2 separate regions of the Sus scrofa genome follow, and region 1 is linked to region 2. A link is a contact called in public Hi-C data. All regions are on one chromosome and are shown on one strand. The core of a region is the stretch at or near the end of the contact, and the rest is flanking DNA. Distances in the headings are between cores, read along the strand shown. Region 1 holds the start of ZBTB10 (zinc finger and BTB domain-containing protein 10). Region 2 overlaps ZNF704 (zinc finger protein 704).

Region 1 (5,289 bases), core at 1,520-4,019, 220 kb before region 2:
AGCAAGCAGAATCCTCTCATTTCTCCAAGGTACAAATTAGTTCAACGTCATAGATTCTACTGTCCTAAACTTTCCAACAACTAAAACAAAGCAGGACAAAACTGTTTAAAATCCACAAACTGTACCAAATCTGAGGACCTATATCGGAATTTCAAGCTTTTTTTTTTTTCTTTTCACAAAATTCTTATTGAAATTTCAAGCTGTTGATCACTGGTGGCCAGATGGCAATGTGATCATTATTTTTTTAAAAAAACCTCCAAGTCAAAATCTTTTTGTGGCAGGTTAGTACCATCATTCTTTACATTAAAATTACATTTCATCTCTAAGGTAGAAGAAGTATTTTTTGTTTGATATACAACACTGCTCATTTCTACAGATACTAACATTACAGTGAATTAAGCGAAAACTGCTTTGAACAAATCTATACACTCAATAATATATATGCCTGGACGTTGCATGCATATGTTTGGTCCATTTAAAAATATGAAGACAAATGATATTTTATAATATGTCTGGGAAAATCCTTTCTTTAAGTTAATTTTGAAAAACATATCTCATTCCATACTCCACATGATATATTTAGAGCTTTAAATACTGTCTATTTTAAAAATAGGAATTTCTGAAGAGTACAATCATAAAATTAGAAAGCCTAAAAATCGTAACACATGCTTTTTATTAAACATATATAACTTCCCATTAATATATGATAGAAAATTAAAGCCTCTAACACTAGATAATCTACAATTGTAGTTTGTATTTCTCATTTTTTCCTATGCACATAATACATACCTCTGATAGTAACATATATCATTTTTCCACTCTTGATAATTATCTTGAACATATTTTATATTAGTTTGTGATTAAACTCTCAATACTTTGTCTTTTAAGTTATTTTTATTTTTTCCATTATAGCTGGTTTACAGTGTTCTGTCAATTTTCTACTGTACAGCAAAGTAACCCAGTCACACATACTTATATACATTCTTCTTCTCACATTATCCTCCATCATGCTCCACTGTGACTAGATGTAGTCCTTTAAGACATTTCTTAGAAGAGTAAAAAGCTCCTCCATTGCTTGAGAATATCTTTTTTACCTGAAATACAGTTGAATAAAAATAATAAAGATTTATTTCACATTTCAAAATAGTAGAGTCTAAACACTTTAAAATTGGCTAGATTTAGCTTATTCGAAATTTTACAAATAGGGGTATAAGGGCTCTAAGTTGGAAAATCTTTCCCTGAAAAACTTGACTATGATTATTACTATGACTTTCATTTCCCGCTCAATCTGTTCTTCTAATCATTCTAAATTCCATATGCAGTGTAAACAGTTAAAAAACAAGTCCTAAAAAGCAATTCCTGTCATACACACGTTCTTCTTCGGAGTCGCACACGGCGTCAGTATAAGCAGACTCCTCCCCACTCCTGGGGAAAACCCTGCCTAATATTTATAACGTTATGACATACTGTAATACTCACAAGGTGGTTGTAGAAGTATAAACACGACTGGGGTTATCTGATTGGCTGCCGGTGATGTAACACCCATGTCAATACTTCCCACTGAACGCACGTGTTCGACCTTTTATTTAAATTTCCATTTCATCACAGCAATAAGACACTCGGGGCGGTGCATTTTCTGTGAAATGATTATTGCCCTGGGCCTGAGGTGCTGCCTCGCGCACACAATGCACCAGACAAGGAGGTGTCCGTGGTTGCAATCTCCTCGCGTGAAAGGCACCGCCTGGTCCAGTCTTTGTGAAGGAACAAAATAAGTTCACTTCCTCGGGCACCGCCGCCCACCCCCAGCAAATGACACGGCTGGAGCGCGGCTCCCACCGCACAGTTTATTTCCAAAGTCCCAGGTGAACTCGTGGCGAGAGAAGGAAAATGTGCCTCCTGGGCGCGGGTAGGTGCGTGCGGGCAGCGGGGAGGCGGCCAGACCCTGACACTCGCCAGCTGTTTGTCCTCCGCGGAGCCCGGCCCCGGCCGCACACGCCCGCCCCCTCCCCGAGACCCCCAGCCCGCCGCCCGGCCTTTTGTCCCCCGCCCCTCGGCCGACTTCCTTCCCCGCGGCCGCACCCCCGCCCCCAGGCCGGAGGCGCGGCCCGGCCCCTTTCCCGGTCCCCTGGCGCCCCCACCCCACCCCAGCCCAGCCCCAAGCCCAGCCCCCCTCCCCCAGCCCGGCCCCCACCCTTTCCCCCTCCAGCGGTTACTGCTACCCCGGTGCATTGTGGGCGCACGGTCCGTTGTTCATTTGCCATTCGACCTCCGCCAGGGCCTGGTCGGACGGAAACGCTCCGCCGGCTTTATTGTCGGTTCGTTATGTGGCGGAGCCCGGCAGTTTAACGTGCCTGTCGCCCTCACCGCCTCGGAAGCCGGCGGCGGCGGCGGCGTCGGGACTCCTCGGCGCGCCGGAGGAAGGATATCTGTTTGCAGGGTCGGTGTGTGCGCGCGGCTTTAAAGAGGGGGCAGCGGAGGGTCTCCCCGCACTCCGCCTCTCAACTTCGAAGGCCCCACGCGCCCGGGCTCGCTGCTCACCTCTCCGCCGCCCGCCCCCTTCTCCGCGCGGGACGCTGCCTGGAGCGCAGCGGGGCGGGGGTGGAGGACGAGGAGGCGGCTGGAGGCGGCGGCCCGGCGGCCGGCGGCGGCGACGGACGCGTGAGGCAGCCCCGGGAACGAGCGCGAGCCGGGCGGCCGGGCGGGAGGGCGAGGCCGAGCCCCGCGAGACCGGAACGCCCGGGGTGGGGGCGGGGGCGAAGCGGAGGGGGAGCGGCGGGGAGCGCGCGGGACGCGGCCCGAGGCCGGGCGCGAGCCGGGGCACCGGGCGGCGGCGGCGGCGCGCGCCATGTCGTTCAGTGAAATGAACCGCAGGACGCTGGCGTTCCGAGGAGGCGGGTTGGTCACCGCCAGCGGTGGCGGCGGCGGCGGCTCCGTGAACAATAACGTTGGCGGGGAGGCCTCGGCTTGGCCCCAGCAGCCCCAGCCCAGACAGCCCCAGCCGCCAGCGCCGCAGCAGCTCAATGGGCGGGGGGCCGACGAGGAAGTGGAATTGGAGGGCCTGGAGCCCCAAGACCTGGAGGCCTCCGCTGGGGCGGCCGCCGCCGCCTCCGAGGAGACCAAGGAGTTGCTGCTCCCCCAAGACGCGGGCGGCCCCACTTCGCTGGGCGGCGGCGGCGCGGGGGGCCCCCTGCTAGCGGAAAGGAACCGTCGGACTCTGGCCTTCCGCGGCGGCGGCGGCGGCGGGGGGCTCGGCAACAATGGCAGTAGCCGCGGCCGCCCCGAGACCTCGGCGTGGCCCCTGAGGCATTTCAATGGGCGAGGGCCGGCGGCCGTGGAGCTGGAGCTGGACGCGCTGGAGGGGAAAGAGTTGATGCCGGACGGCGCGTCCCTGAGCGACAGCACCGAGGACGAAGAGGAGGGGGCGAGCCTGGGCGACGGCAGCGGGGCGGAAGGCGGCAGCTGCAGCAGCAGCAGGCGGTCGGGCGGCGATGGCGGGGACGAAGCGGAGGGCAGCGGTGTGGGAGCTGGCGAAGGAGAGACGGTCCAGCACTTCCCGCTCGCGCGGCCCAAGTCTCTAATGCAGAAGCTCCAGTGCTCCTTCCAGACCGCCTGGCTCAAAGATTTTCCCTGGCTGCGCTATTCCAAGGATACTGGCCTTATGTCTTGCGGCTGGTGCCAAAAGACCCCCGAGGACGGGGCGAGCGGGGACCTGCCTCAAATGGGGCACGACGAGCTTTCGCGAGGGACCCGCAACTACAAGAAAACCCTCCTTCTGAGGCACCACGTCTCTACCGAGCACAAACTCCACGAAGCCAACGCCCAGGTACGGTATACACTGCTGCTACTTTTTCAGTTTGGGGTGGTATGGGGGGGGTTATCAACTAAAAAAAACCAAAAACCTCGAAACCGCTTTCCTGAGTGAAGGCGTCTTTCCTGTTGGGAGAGAGGTGTAGGAATCTTACGGGTGGGGGTTTTGAAAGCCTGGGAACAAGTTTTCGAAAGTTATGGGGGAGGGAGGGGGAGGGGATGACAATTTTTTTCTAATCGCAGCGCTGAATTTGTTGTAACTTTTTTTAAGACTCAGATTCCTTTGCCCATCAGATTGAATCAAAAGGAAAGTTTAATAAAGCGAGGTTGATGGTTTTAACCCTGTAAGGTTGACTTTGTGGTCAAAATGTTATTAGCTGTGATTTTAGAAAAGCTGCTTCATGTTCGCAGTCTTTCAGAGTGCTGGTGGAAGTCAAATGTGGTAACTCTTTGAAGGATGAATTAAACAATATCCTTAACCTCTGACGCTACCCCTTTTAGGAGAACATCCAACCGAGAAAATTCTTTATATGTCAGGGTAATATGAAATATGAGAGCAGTCTGTGAATGCAGAGGAAGCTATTCAGCTAAGACTCCTTTTTTGTGAATAATTTTACTAATTTCATCTCCATTAAACTTCTTGTTGAACTTTTTTTAGCAAAGGCATGCTTATGGTAGTTTTTACTTGTTTTCTTAGATTTCTGTGCTGATATTTTCTATAATCCTTCCTTCTAAAACGTTTCTTATAAATGTAGTTTACTTAGCGTACTAGAAATGTTTAAAGTTATTTGTGCCAAGTAGTTGATTTGGTAGAGAATATATTTACCAAACTCCTTGAAATCATGTGCTCTTAGTTATAGAACAAGTAAGCTATACTTCAGCTCTTTTTAGCTCTTGTTTTAATATTTCTAGTATAAGTCTTAACATTTTGATAATCCCCTTTCAAGCCAAACAGATGTTGATCTGTTCTTCTAAGACTTGAGACAACCTGTGGTGGTGGATGGGATTCATTCTTTTGTATTGCTACCCAATCTTGGGTTTTACAAAGTCACCTTTCAGATACTAGTCCCTTTTTGTGTTTATTGGAGTGGTTTTGCTATTCAGAACATTTATACTGGAGTTAATTAGTAGCACAGAAGTTTCTCAGAAGTTGAGGCTTTAACTTTAAAACGTAAGGTTATTTTTCTCAGGAGGCAGTAGCAACAGTTTTTGCACAAGTTTTAGTTGCCTAAGCCCTAGAAGGAAGGTCACTTAAAGATACAAGGCACAGAAAGGTTAAGTAAATTGTCCCCAGTCTTAACAGTTCGTGGTGATAAATGAGACTAGAGTCTATAAGGAATGTTGCAATGGGGGAAAAAGGGGTTTGAGTAAATCTAGGTTCAGATCTCAGCGTTCTGCAATTACTAGCTTTGTGAGCTTGGGCATCGAAGTGCCAGACTTTCCTTTGACAAACACAGATGTCCCTTACACTGACAAGTAATT
Region 2 (5,248 bases), core at 1,616-4,115:
TTTCTGGTTACTCTCACTCTTCAAAGTAACTTCAAGTTCAAAAGCCAGTGCCTTGGTCCATGTAAGATCCACGCATTAAACATCAGGGACCATAAGCTTTATCCTCTTGGTATTGCCCTGGGGAAACTTCGTAGGGTCTGAACAGAGGGAGAAGTTAGAAAGAAAGAAGGAGGAACATGGTTCTCAAACATTCATTCATTCCTACCTGCAAAGTGGGTCTGTGCCCTTCAACTAAGTGCTGCTGCTTTTTTTTTTCTTTTCCATTGGTGACGTGACTTTCCCCTAATTGACGTCTATAGACCTTACATGTGAATCTGACCAATGCAGCCTAATTGCAATGCAAGAGTGTAAATTCTGGCTCGTGGCTCCACTAGAAAGGACAGGCTGTGGCCGACTTTCCTTCCCCAGTGCACTTTACAAGCATGAGGGTTCCCTGTGCTGTGAGTTCTTGCCACTGGGCTGGACCACACTTCATGACAGCCAGGACCACACACTCTGAGGGCTCCAAAGAGAATGTCTGTGCAGCCTGAAGCAACAGAACAAGACTCCAGATCCATGCAGCCGTCTTGCCTGAGGAGTCCCACTGATACAGTAGCTCCTCTACTAGCCTCTCTCCCCTGCTAGCCAAGCAAAAACCCAGTGTCTCTGGGAACCCATGGGATGCAAGAACAACTCCAGGCCCCCTGCCTGAAGGACCAGTGTGTGAAACAGCAGGTCTTCATGCTGCTGCCTCTGAGAAGGACAGGAGACTACTTTAAGGCTTGTTTCTCTGGGCAGACAGAGCGCCTGCACCATGGACACTGTCACACACTCTGCAAGGATGCTAAGAGACGCCAAGGAGGGACAGTGTTGGAGCAATGCCATTTGTTTTTCTCTTTGAAATGAATTGGGGGGGAGGGAAGGTTGCATTGTAGTCCTCAGGGTTTTCTTTTCTTTTTTTGGGGGTGGGGGAGGGGCCCACCTGTGGCATATGGAAGTTCCCAGGCTAGGGATTGAATCTAAGTTGCAGCTGCAGACCTATACCACAGCTTACAGCAACGCCGGATCCTTGACCCACTGAGTGAGGACAGGGATCAAACCCGTGTCCTCATGGATGCTACTAGAGATCCTTACCAGTGAGCCACAACAGGAACTCCCTCCTCAGGGTTTTCTTTGGATTTTTGTTGGTGAATAATCATTAATAATAAAGGTACCAACTGCAAATCAAAAAATTAATATGTAATAAAATGTTTCATATTTATATGGAAATTTAAAAAATAAAGTTAAAAAGTGTTTTGGATATAGCAGTAGTATTTCTTTATGAAGTAGAAACACTTTAAAAAATTGTGAGTGAACATAATAATTTAAATGTATGTGGGAAGAATGAAAAGAATATGAGCTTCCGGTTCCGGCAGACCTGGGTTGGAATGGTGGCCCTTTTTAACCTGCATGACAGAGGTGAGTTGAATGTATAATAACCTCCCTGGTCCTTAATCTCCTCATCAAGATGGGAAAATAAAACTCACTGTATAGGACTACTTCGAGGATTAACTAAAAATGTAACCATCGACAGATGAATGGATTAAGATGTGGTACATATATACTATGGAATACTACCCAGCCATAAAAAAGAGTAAGACAATGCCATTTGCAGCAAGGTGGATGGAGCCAGAGACTCTCATATTAAGTGAATTAAGTCAGAAAGAGAAAGACAAAAAACCATAAGATACCACTTATATCTGGAATCTAATATACTGCACAAATGAATCTTTCTGCAGAGAAGAAACTCATGGACTCGGAGAACAGACTTTCAGTTGCCAAGGGGGAGGAGGAGGGAGTGGGATAGACTGGGAGCTTGGGGTTAACAGATGTAAACTATTGCATTTGGAAAGAATAAGCAATGAGATCCTGCTGTATAGCACTGTGAACTATATCTAGTCACTTGTGATGGAACATGATGGAGGATAATGTGAGAAAAAGAATGTGTGTGTGTGTGAGGCTAGGTCACTTGGCTGTACAGTGGAAAACTGACAGAACACTGTAAAACAACTATAATGGAAAAAATAAAAATCATTAAAAATAATAAAATATTAAAATGTAACCGCTTAATTGATTAAGTCAATTCATTAGATCTCCTTATTTCACACCTAATGTAATGAATACATAATTTGGGGTATGTAGGTACTACATATGTTTATATGTTAGCTTTCATGTGTATTTCAATCTGGTTTTATAAAGATGCAAAATATTCTTTCCAACAACCTTTCAGGGCTCAGTGAAGCAGAAAAGAGAAAAACATTAATTTTATTTTACAGATGAAAAAGTTAAGTCCCCACCAAGAGAATGAGTTAATTACCAAACCAAGCCTGAAGTCCAATTTTTTTTTAACTTCCAAATACTGGTAAGTGCCAGGTTTCCTGATGTTAACTCTTACACCAGAGCAGCAACTTAGAACCAGGGAAAGGGATGGGACTGGGGTGGTGGAAGGTGTATCTGGAAGACAGCGGCAGAAACATATCGGTGTTTTAGTCTTTTATATCTGTCTTTAGTCATGACCCTTAATTTATTTTGAAACGTCAAAGAATCTTAAGAGGGGAACAGAGGCTGCTTCTGTTGATCAAAAGGGGCGTGGGGAGAAGGGCCAGAATCACCACCCAGGCTCGGAGCCGCCTTTGGAAGGCAGATGGAAAGCACATTTCTGCAGTGAAAACCCCAAACCCACCTTTCGTTTCCTGGGAATGGGCTCGTCAAAGAGAAGGTTGCTGGCCTCCGCCTCGTCGATGCCGTCGTCCGTGGGCGCGGGGCTGCGGAAGGGCTTGAAGCTGTCGGCGGACAGGGGCGGCGACGGCGTGGACGGGTTGGACTGGTCGCTGGGGGCGCTCCAGCTCCAGTAGCCGCTGCTGCTGGTGCTGGAAGGCACGCCGCTCCCCTCCTTCCAGGATCCACTCAGGCCCTCTGTCCGCGCACACAAGCTCCGCGTCAGTACTCAGTTAGGGACACCCGGAGCCCAGGGGGCGGGGGCGGGGCAGGGGTGGTGGGATTTCAGGGTGGGAGACGGGGTCCTGGATTCTAGACGCTGATGATAGCGCCTACAGCCCTCTGAGTAATTTGCACCAGCTGAGTATGTATGTTATACTCTATACCTCCAAAAAAGAGGTCACATTATAATTTATAAACATTTATTTTAATCACATAACAGGTTTTTTCCAAGAGTTTTCTGATGGGCCTTGTGCCACGCTTGTTCTTTAGGATGATAGTGGAGATTACATGAAAACAAGGAAAAGAAAGATGTGTAGATTCACTAGGTTTGGGAAGATCAGCGTTTATATATTGTTTTTGTTTTTGTTTGTTTGTTTCTTTTAGGGACGCTCCAGCAGCATATGGAGGCTCCCAGGCTAGGGGTGGAATCGGAGCTGTAGCTGCCTGGCCTATGCCACAGCCACAGCAATGCTGTATCCTTAACCACTGAAAGAGGCCAGGGATCGAACCCGCATCCTCATGGATACTAGCCGGGATGGTTAACCTCTGGTCACAATGGGAACTCCCTATACTGCATTTCTAAGGGAGAAATTATGTGTCCTATTTGTGGATCCTCCTACTCACCCCCTCCAACTCAGCATTTTAACTTTTTAAAAGTTATCTCTTATAGGACCATGACCCTTAGACTATGCTTATAGAAAAAACTAGTCTAAGATTTAAGAACCTAAGAGAAATCCTTTCTGATTAGTCACCAAAAGCCATTTACTCTCCTGAAATAACACTGCCTTACATTTGGTGGGGGTTTTATGTCTTAAAAAGTTTATTCACACAATCTCATGCATTCTCACAATATCTATCTTTCGGAGTAAGGATTATCATGCCCATTTCACAGATGAGGACCCTGAGGTACCAAGAAGTTGGGACTTGCCACTTGACTATGACTAGTACATAACCCACATGGGCCAGAGCCCCAAACCCTGGTCTACCAGTTGAACTTTTTCTCCTCCAGTGCAGGCACTTGTGCTGTTAGTATCCTCCTTTCTCCCTGGCAAAGCTGAGATCGGATGAGGATTTATTGGCAATAATTACTGACAAGACTGGTATTGAATTTCACCTTTCCACTTGTGGGGAAAAACATGATGAAATGCTTGCTAATGTAGATAGATCTTTGCCCAGTTGGAATACCTTCAGGAGGCTCCTTTAATCACTGAAGATTTGCTTTACTTTATAAAATGCCCAATCTTAATTAGCATTTGTATAAATTCAGCTTGCTTTTAGGATAATTTCTCCTCCATATTAATGTGCCTCTTGAATATATTAAAACTATATTCTAACTACAAGGAGGAAAAAAAAAATCCCAAAATGCCTCATTAAAAAAAAATGCTCTTAACATCTGGGTAATCAGAAATGAAGTGAAGACAAACGGCAGACTAGCATTCATGGAAAAATGTCTCCACTACTTTTGCCTAATTATAGATTTCCAGCGCATTCCTCCACTATGTGGAGCAAAAAGTTCAGTGAGATGAGTGGAGTTCAGTCAAGCTGAATAGCAGGAGGAAGTTAACCATCTCATTACAGCAAGGCTCTTTCAGAATCAAATGGTCACTTATGCAGGCTCACACCTTGACAGCATCAACAAAACTAAATTAGCATCTCGTTCCCTGCGGTCTCCCCAGAGACTGTTATGCTCTCTGGACCCAAATTGCCTGCAATAAATAAGAAAGCTCCATTCAAGACAACATGACTTTAAGAGAAGCCTCATGTAATGATTTAGGTCATATTACCTGGTGTGACAAAGTCACTTGGCAGGCCCAGGAAGCTTATAAATATACTGCAGCATGACTTGTAAAATAAAATAAGTTCATGGTGCAGAGATGTGTAATCATCTTAAGTAAAGAAACTGCAATTATTTTGAGAGCCAACTGTTGTTACCGTGTGGTTACACTGCCTCATGCCAATGCCAAAAGTTAATTTGTGTTTACTTGTGAATAACATTTCCTTTAGAAACACTATTTAATCAAAAGAACTATGGAATGCAGAAATAAATTTTTCAGAAGAAGGTCAAAACCAATTCATAACATTTTTTAGAAAGCAGTGGTGCCTTATCTTATGTATTTGCCAAGAATGCTGATAGACATTTTGCTGGAATCTTGCCCTCTTTGCAGACCCACATCCTAACAAAATGATCCTTTTCCAGCATATAAAGGATCAAAACAATTTCCAAAAATTCACTGATATGTAATAATTCTGGAGATCATCTTTATTTCTAAAACAAAAGCCTTCACTATCA

The links. Hi-C and Micro-C count contacts between places; a contact is called where the count stands out from the background.
Region 1: a Hi-C map of retroperitoneal adipose tissue shows a contact between it and region 2, with 3 times the contacts expected there. A contact is called at or near these places in 1 of 5 promoter capture datasets (liver), 18 of 47 Hi-C or Micro-C datasets (alveolar macrophages, brain, embryonic fibroblasts and 13 more) and 1 of 2 datasets of targeted methods (skeletal muscle).

What each region holds. Positions count from the first base shown.
Region 1 is chr4:56,171,817-56,177,105 of Sscrofa11.1, reverse strand. ZBTB10 (zinc finger and BTB domain-containing protein 10) reads left to right here and starts at 2,769. Exons shown (of 6, transcript XM_005663005.3): 1 at 2,769-3,823. The coding sequence starts at 2,846. It overlaps LOC110260268 (a long non-coding RNA gene), which reads right to left and starts at 2,071. Exons shown (of 2, transcript XR_002343237.1): 1 at 1,480-2,071; 2 at 1-1,094.
Region 2 is chr4:55,955,793-55,961,040 of Sscrofa11.1, reverse strand. ZNF704 (zinc finger protein 704) reads right to left here. Exons shown (of 9, transcript XM_021089176.1): 4 at 2,702-2,934. Among named protein-coding and RNA genes, the nearest start is that of ZBTB10, 220 kb to the left of the region's middle.